Regions from separate parts of the Ovis aries genome. Here region 1 is linked to region 2. A link is a contact called in public Hi-C data. All regions are on one chromosome and are shown on one strand. The core of a region is the stretch at or near the end of the contact, and the rest is flanking DNA. Distances in the headings are between cores, read along the strand shown.

What was found. Hi-C and Micro-C count contacts between places; a contact is called where the count stands out from the background.
Region 1: a contact with region 2 is called in a Hi-C map of liver, with 2.1 times the contacts expected there. The contact joins the promoter of HDLBP here to the promoter of DTYMK in region 2. A contact is called at or near these places in 2 of 16 Hi-C or Micro-C datasets (liver and tail adipose tissue).

The regions. Positions count from the first base shown.
Region 1 is chr1:505,886-510,182 of ARS-UI_Ramb_v3.0, reverse strand. It overlaps HDLBP (high density lipoprotein binding protein), which reads right to left and starts at 2,829. Exons shown (of 28, transcript XM_042239347.1): 1 at 2,598-2,829. It overlaps SEPTIN2 (septin 2), which reads left to right and starts at 2,244. Exons shown (of 13, transcript XM_042239362.1): 1 at 2,244-3,503.
Region 2 is chr1:260,301-264,661 of ARS-UI_Ramb_v3.0, reverse strand. It overlaps DTYMK (deoxythymidylate kinase), which reads right to left and starts at 2,528. Exons shown (of 5, transcript XM_027966775.2): 1 at 2,376-2,528; 2 at 1,263-1,371. The coding sequence starts at 2,505.

The sequences.
Region 1 (4,297 bases), core at 1,580-4,079, 250 kb before region 2:
GTTCTTCACTGTCTGAGCCAGCAGGGAAGCCCCTTTCCTACTCCATACCTTGTCCGTACTTCCATTGCCACACTTAGAACACTGTAACCTACTCCTTAACAAGGCGATCTCCCCTATTAGACCACAAACTGCCTGAGGAAGAGAAAACAAAGGTCTATGTCCTCCTTACTACGCATCCTCAGAAACCTTAAGAGTATGGCACAGTGCCATTTCCAGTAAGTTTTTTAAAAATATTTTCTACCCTTGAAGTAGTCATGAGGTGAAAGTCAAACCACCAGAAACCCCAAACAACAAAACCCAAGGAGAAACTAAATACTTGATGGTTCAAGAAGAAATTCTCCCATCAGGACGGTGAGAGGTCAGCCTGGCCCCTTAGAAGGCACGCTGTGACAAGGATCCAGCGGGGTCTCGAGTGCCCAGGAATGAGGGCCAGCGACATCTTAGGAGCGCTTTCCTTCACTCAGGTGACCTCAGTCTGATTAGAGAGGAGGTAAGCCCCGAAAGGGCGTGACAGAGCGGCACTAACAGCAGTTACAGGCAAGTTTCATCTTCGCTGTTTCCAATGGCTTTCAAATGTCCTTCAAGACTTGAGGGGGTACGCTCAGTTTTCTCCAAACCTAAAACTCTCGTGATAAGCGGGTGGTTGATGTCTCAGATCCGGAGAACTGGGAGTTCAAACAACAGAAGCCACTCTGAACCAAATACCTTCTCAACTACTTTAGGACTCTAATATAAACCGTACATCTTGAGCTTAGCGTGGCGGTGCTTCGTGCTCAGAGTCATCAAACACCACCCTGAGCACTAGACTTCGTCCAACGTCCCATTAGCCCAGGTTGCTCCCAGAAACCTACATGGAGCTTGTTCTGCAGAAGAGCACTACCGGCTGCCTCAGACAAAACCCTAACTGTGACGCACCCTGTCGTAACAGGGCCTCAGAAAGCCAGCTGCAGAGAAAGCGCCCGTCCCGTCGTGTCCTGCTGCGGACACCGCCGCAGGTGCAGGCGATCCTGAGGGCAGCCGAGGACAAGAACCGAGGACCTCAAGGGTAAACCACCCTGTTCCTGAGGATTCCGCTAAGACTCATCCGCATTCCTTCGGACGGTGCTTAGTAAGACACAGAGGCCGGCCTTCCACCGGTTTTACGTGGCGCCAGGACGCCACGCAGGGGCTGCCCTTCCCGTCCCCTGAGTGGGCCGGGAGGGGAAGCCGGGCCCTGAGCGCTTCACTTTTCAAAGACGTCTCGTCCGGACGCCCTTTGGGCACAAGCACCTTCCGGCTCCCCGCACCGCGCGGGCGCCCAATGGAAACTCCAGAGTCGTGTTTAATGACAGTTGAGGCATTCGCGCCCAGCCTCCCGGGCCTGCAGGTCGCGGGAGCCGGGGTAAACCGGCCAGACACGGCTGGCCCCCGCCGGGCACGTGGCCCTCCCGCCCCGAGCCGCGCAGCCGCAGTGGGCTTGGAGGAGCCCCCAGGCCTCACCTAGCGAAAGGCGGGGGCCGCCGGCCCACCCTCCCTCCCGTCAGGAGCGGGCCCCAGCCCTGGGCTCAAGAAGGCCACGTCCCCGGGGACGGGCGCCCAACTCTATGGTCCGCGTAGGCGCCGCAGGCCCACGTGACCCCGCGGCAGCCAATGGAGGCGCGGGCCCGACCACCGAGACGACGGCGGCCCGGGGCTAGAGCAGCCCGGCCGGGCCGCTCGCCATCCCTCCCCGGCCCAGCTCCGGCATTCCCTGCTCGGTGCTGCCGCCATCTTCCCGGAGGAGAGACTCAGATGTGAAAGGTCCCCCCTCCCCGTGGTCGTTCCGAACTCTTACTGCCACCTGCCCTCCCCCCGTCCGCCTCTCTCCTCCTCTCTGGTCACTAAGCTCCATCTAAAGAAACTCTCTTCCCCTCATTCTAGTTATCCACAAGGCAAAGTGTTACATTACCTGTTCCTCTCTTATCAGTGTAAGGAAATCAAGCTCATAACGTAGGAACTGTGGCGAAACAGGGACGAGCCGCCATCTTGGTAAAGGAGAAGAGGCTACGCTTGACCTCCCCCCCACCCCCCAGCCTCTATATGGCCAACCGCCGTGGGAGGGGCACGGCGCCTGCGCAGAGGCGGAAACGGGGGAGGCCGGGGCTGCGCCTGCGCACTTGGGAGCTGGAGGGAGGGGCGGGGAGGAAAGCGTTGGCAAGGAGGCGGGGCGGCGTGATGACTCAATCCGCCCGCGCGCGCGGCGGGGCGGGGCGGGGCGCGAGCGCGCGGCGGGCGCTGGGCGGGTCTGCAGAGCGGTCGATTGGTCTCAGTTCTTCGGCGAGGCGGCGGTGAGTGTGTCCCCGTGGGGCCCGGCCGCCTTGGGAGGCGCGAGCTGGGGGCCGACGCCCGCTCCGGGCCGTGGTCGCTCCGGAAGACACGCGGGCGGAGGAGGGGCGGCCGGCCTGGGCTCCTGGGCCCTCTCGACTCCCCGGCCTCCGCCCACCTCCCCGGATACCCGCCCCCCGGCTACCCCCGTTCCCCGGATCTCCCCCAGCTTCCCGGATCTCCCCGGGCCTTCCCCATTCTCGGGTCTTCCCCCCTCTCCGGCCCTCTCCCGCTCCCCGGGCCTTCCCGCTCACGTCTCCCCTAGCCTGTGCGGGTCCCCGGCCCTTCCCGCCCCCGGGGCCCTGGCGCGGGCGGAGGCGGCGGGGTGTGTCCGCGGGGAAGCCGAGTGGCCCTCGCTAACCCCGGGGGAGTTGTGCGGGGCGTGGTCAGCAGTGGGGCCGGGGCGCCGGGCGCTCGCCGGCGGACGTAGTCCGGAAGGGACGGTGCGGGTCGGGCCGACGTGGGCGCTTCCCGCTCCCGCCCGCCCCGGCCGAGAGGAAGCGCGCGAGGCGCCGGCCGCCCCTCCGCTCGGCGGTGGACGGGACTGGGGGGAGGAGGCCCGTGCAGCGCGGACTCCGGGGGCGGGCGGGAGCGCCGTGGCGGGGGGGAGGGGGTCGGTTCTCCCGCGGGCCCGAAGTGGGGCCGACCTGTGGCTCCGTAAGGCCCAAGGGCCGCCGGTTGGCTTTCCGCCCAGTTTTCGTCTCCCCCACCTTGTCTGGGTCCCCTAGACGTACACACGGGCCCCTCCACGCTGAGTTGTTACTTCCAGCTGTCTGCCCTGGTACAGAGCTTGCCTCGAGTCTGGGGCCGCTTGTTTCCAGCGTTCGCTGCCTGGTACTGGCTTTGTTGTCCCGGACTCGGCCCGGATTAGACTTTCCCCGAAGGAGGTGTTGGCCCGATTTCAGCCTCTGCTGCTCCGTGTGGTCGCCGTTCTGCGAGGGGCAGGGGCGCGGACCTGCCCAGCATTACTCGTTGCCTGGCACGGTGACCCGCACATAGCCGACTTTCGGAGCTCTCTCGAACGACGCAGATCCTCACGATACCTCCAGACAAATTCAGGGCCCAAAGGGGCCCCGCCCCCGCCCCCACCGCGTCCTCGGGAGAGCTGATAGCGGCTAGCGGCGGTGCCGGTGCGGGGTCGTGCAGGCCCACTCCTGTTGGTAGGCTGAGGTTCTCCTTCCGGTTTCGGTAGCTCCCGCTCAGGCTTTCTTTTGCATCGTGCAGCCTCCTAACTCTCAATGAACCTTGCCACTGATCTTCTCCACGTTAACTTTATCATAATTTTTATTTTATTTTTTTCATTTTTCTGTCCAATTTGCATTCTGACAGTTCTTAAACTAGCAGAGTGACCTACGGAAATGGGGATAGGACCCATAGGCACGAACCTTTCTGTGTGGTCTTTAATAAATGTGATTCAGGCCCTTTTTGTACCCAACTCAAAAAACAAAAACTGCTGGAAAAGAAAAAGTTGGTTTTGGCTTTTTTTCCAGGGAGAAAAGAATGTGAAAAGTCATCTGGAGGCAGAATTGGGATGAAGCCATTTTTGTAGTCTTAGTTGTCTCATTTTGTGCTAATAGCCGTACTGTCATTAGAGAAAAGGAATTTGATTGTGGGGTGCTGCTGTTGTGCAGTGAAGAGCGTTTGTGGTGTACTGTCAGACCCAAAGGCTGAATGCTAAGTGTTCCAGGGGCTCTGCATGAGGGATTACAGACCCTGAGGTCCTACATTGCAGGGCCATTTGTACATTAGGGTAATGTATGGAACTACAAGGATGACATGTCAGTGAAGGGTGGTTTGGGGTGGTCCACTGACACACACACACGCCACTGAGCAAAGCAAGTTTATGTTGCCGAGAAGCGAGCTTTAGCCATCTGTTTTCTGTCTCCATTTGCTTTAGAAGAGTTGACTTCTTCTGTGTGTTGGCGTGCTATTCCTGTCTGGAAGAAGGAAGCCG
Region 2 (4,361 bases), core at 1,279-3,778:
GCCAGGGCGCTCTGCCCACGCACTGCCCAGGAAGCTCCGGCTGAGACGCCGAGCAAGACCAGCGCCACGCAGCTGGCGGACGACGGCGCCGGACAGCGGCCCAGAATTCAACCTGTCAGCCAAGGACTTCCGCGGGTGAGAAAACTGCTCTGATGGGAGTGGCTGGGGTGACCTGAAGGGGACTTGGGGCAGACAAATGGGCCGGGGCGCACAGGCAGGCACAGCTGGGCAAAGTCGGGGCTGAGGCGGCAAGCGGTCCTGTTTCATATTCAGAACTGATCTGACGTTATTTTCTACTAACCCACAAAAAGCAAAAAGCAAAACACCCACGTCAAGAAACCCTAGATGTGCTAAAGGTTATAAATATGACCTCCCTGGGACTTCCCTGGTCATCCCAATGAAGCGAGATGGTTAAGACTCTGTGCTTCCACCTAGAGGGCACAGGTTCAATCCCTGGTTGGGGAACTAAGATCCCACAAGTCTGAGTGCAACCAAAAAGAAAATTAGAAACAAATAAACCTGTCCTCCTTTTCATCTAACACGTGGAAGGGGTAGGCCTTTCCAGACAAGATCCTGGTTCAACCCAGGCCAGAGGGAGCGGTGCCAGCCTGCTCGTGGGAGGGCGCCAGGTACAGCCCCTCGCGCGCCCACCCGCAGGAACTGCTCCATCCACAGTGGAGCAGCCTTTCGGGACAGCAGGCCGCAGGAGCTGAGAGGAGAGTGGAACGCAGATCGCGAGGCAGTTAGGAAGCACGCCGTGAGGTGATCTGTCCCCAAGGACCCCGTTTATTCATTAGAACACCTCCCGTGACATACGTATTGCTGACACACACGTGTGCAGATGGGAACAGAAGCACCTGGGAGGGTGCCCCACAGGCTGTCAACAGCTGTGCTGGGTACAGAGGGATCCCACCAAGGTGATGTAAAGCAAAGAGGGGGCGGGAGAGGGCAAACCCCAACATCAACTGTCAGCCTCAGTGACATGTCACACCAGTTCATCCAAGGCATAAATAAGAGAGACTCCGGGAGGGGGAGGACGAGCTAGGGACGCTCTGTTCGTCTCCATCGGCTTTTCTGTGCACCTGAAACACCCTAACGTCACCAACGGAGTGGGGTGGGGGGTATTAACTAGAGCTCTGGGGATCTGTGAATAAAGAATGTGCAAAGGGACGGCCTCCAGCCTGACTCAGCCACTCAGAAACAAGAGCCCAGAGTCGCGGGGGAGCGCAGAGCAGGAAGGGTGGCAGGGCCAAGGTGTTTACACGTGCTCCCAGCGATTCGCAGAGAAGAGCAGGTGCACCGAGTGATCCTCCACCTCGCTCTTCTTCTCCAGGTAGGAGCTGAGCAGCTTGCCAATTTCCGTTGATCTTTCTAAAACAAGAGAACACACACAGAAAATGAGACCAGGCTCGCCATGGACATCAGGAACAGTTTGTGCGGAACTTCTGGCCCTGACCCGTCCAACTCTGAAGTTTATTTTACTGCAGCTTTGGAGAGGCTCACACCTTCACCCGAGGAAGGGCAGCAGCGAGCAGCCACTGGGATGAACAAAGCTTGAGGAGGAGGAAGCTCAGGTAGGAAGCAGCAACCAGAGGCAGAGCCAGCCAACGGGGACTGCTTCCAGGACCTGCCTTGACACCAGAAGGATTTTTAAGTGCTGCAGCTGGCTCTGTATCCGAGGTCCTCCGTCCCTGCAGTCCACCAACCCAGGACTGCAGAGTACTGTTTATTGAAAAAAGGTGTCTGTGTGGACCCAAGCGGCTCATACCTATGTCATTCAAAGGCTCAACTGTATAACATTTGCAGACTGTCTCGCTTAAAAATTAAAACGATAAATATTCAAGGAAGCATTTTCCCTCTACCGCTGCCACCTCTGGTTTGTAAACCTTGAACTTCTCTTGAATACCTAAGTATTGATGATATTCTTACAAGCGTTTTCAAGACCAATGTGTTACGTTAAAAATTAAAAATATGACACAAAACCAGTCAGAAGGTAAACACTCAAGGGCGGGCGGGCGGAGGAACCCCAAAACAAAACGGAGACTTGAGTTACAAAGCAGCGCCAGGAAACTTAGGCGTTGACGGTCATTACTCTGGCTGTGAAGACGCCTTCTGGGCTGTACACGTGTTGAGACTCACTAAACACAGGACTGACTGACTGCACGTCAGCCGCGCGTTAATGACCACAGACGCGTCGGGCTGAGGCTCAGGAGCCATCACACGGGCCGGCCCCTGCGCCCCGACCCGCGGATCTACGAGGGCGGGCCCGGCCCGCGAGGCCTTCGCTTCCCACCCTCAGGGCCCGGAGAGGCCCCGGGTCACGTCCCCATCCCCGGTCCCCCGGAAACCCCGCTCGCCCGGCCCGCCGCGCCCACCAGGGAAGCGCAGCAGCTCGGCGCGGTGGCCTTCGGCGCACAGCGCGTCCACCAGCTTGCGGCTCTGGGTGCTCTTTCCAGCGCGGTCCACGCCCTCCAGCACGATGAGCGCGCCGCGGCGGCCCGCCATCGCCGCACCTTCCCGCCACCACTGCCCCGGACCATCCGGACCGCCCATTGGCTGTGGTCGTCCGCGGCGCGCACGGGGATTGGCTCACGCGGGCCGGCGTCCGCGGCGCGCACGGGGATTGGCTCACGCGGGCCGGCGTCCGCGGCGCGCACGGGGATTGGCTCACGCGGGCCGGCGTCTGCGGCGCGCAACGGGATTGGCTCGCTTGGGCCGGCGTGACCGGATTGGCTGGGACTAGTACAGCGGAAGCGGGGCGACTGGTCGGGAGTGCCTCTGTCGCACCGCCTCTTCCGGGTCAGACTGTCGGCGCGCAGGCCGCCGCCTCTGGCGCGGGCGTCCGCGCTTCCAGCGAAAGCACGGGGCTGCAGCCTTGGGGCCTGCCTGTTGCCCACTCGTCGACGGCGGGAGTCTTGAGGGCCAGCGGCTCGGCCCCCGGAAGCGCTCCGTCAGGGTGGCGGCTGTCGTCTTATGGGCGCAAACACTGCCTTCCTGTCTAGGGGTCCTGCCTTCAGGGCTTCGTGGCCTCCGACGGCTCGTCCCCAGGCACACTCGTGGGGGTTCCGACCTCATCCTAGGAGGTTGGTGCGGATAGCAGCGTCAGGCCCGTTAAGTGCTGGGAGCCGCGTTTCCCAGAACGCTCGAGTTGGCCGCGGAGGACCTCGGAGACGGCCGGAAATGTGGCCGTGGACTTGAGGGCTGCTCTCCGGGGAGTCCTCGAGAAGCGCCGGCTTCCCGGACGAGAGGCGGCCGAGAGTGCTGGGGGCAGCCGCGGACCCCCGCGAGCTGCAGACTGTCTACCTCAGTGCTGAGGCTGAGGTCCTGGCAGCCCCCACCTCACTTGTGCAAGCCCTTGATTTCGCTGTGACCCAAGACCCCTGTGGTAGCCTTCCGTTTTCCTGATGGGCCCTTGCTTGATTGGGTTGTGGATCCTGGAAGGGTGGTAGATTCCGTTATTCCCAATTGGCTTTCGTCCTTCATGTTGAGCTTGTAAAGTAACCGGAGCCGACTTTCAGGAAGAAAGCTGGTATGCAGGCCACCACCCTCGTCTTCCAGTCCCCAGTCTGAGACCTGCACTTGCGCGATTACGGCTGCTTTTTCACGCTGGGTTCTGGGCTTCCCTTGTAGCTCAGTTGGTAAGGAATCTGCCTGCAGTGCAGGAGACCTGGGTTCGATTCCTGGGTTGGGAAGATCCCCTGGAGAAGGAAGTGGCAACCCACTCCAGTATCCTTGCCTGGAAAATCTCATGGACAGAGGGCTGCAGTCCATGGGGTCGCAAAGAGTCGGGTACGACTGAGCGACTAACACTAACTTCTGGAATGAACACAGCCAAGCTACACCAGTGCCGCTGACAGGGAGCACCAGCTGGAAATAAACAATTTTGAGCCGAGTCCACCGCGACTTTGGGGCCTTTTGTTACTGCGGTACAATCTACAAAAGGTCCCTGATACGCTAACAGCCCAATATTGCCTTAGATTAACTTTTTCTGAAACTTAACATCTTGCCTTCAAAAGGATGATGGGCTTACAGTAGAGACCCTCCTGAGGTTGGACAGCCTTATACCACATCAGCAGGATGAGTTCACCAGGCTGACAGGCAGGAACACAGGCAGGACCTCAGCTTGTGAGAGCCCAGCCTTCCTGGTCGCCCATGGAAATGGGGGCAGCCTGGCTGGTCTGCCCCTGCATGCTGGGGAGCCGTGGATGCCCTTTAAACAGCAGGAAATACTAGCAAACGTACAGTGAAGTTTCTCACTTGGCTAAAAGAAGCAGCACTCAGCGACTAAACGCCACCAACAGCCGGAATGCCAGCTTCAGGGGCTTCAGTCATCAGGAAATCTAGTTATTTCGCATAACAGA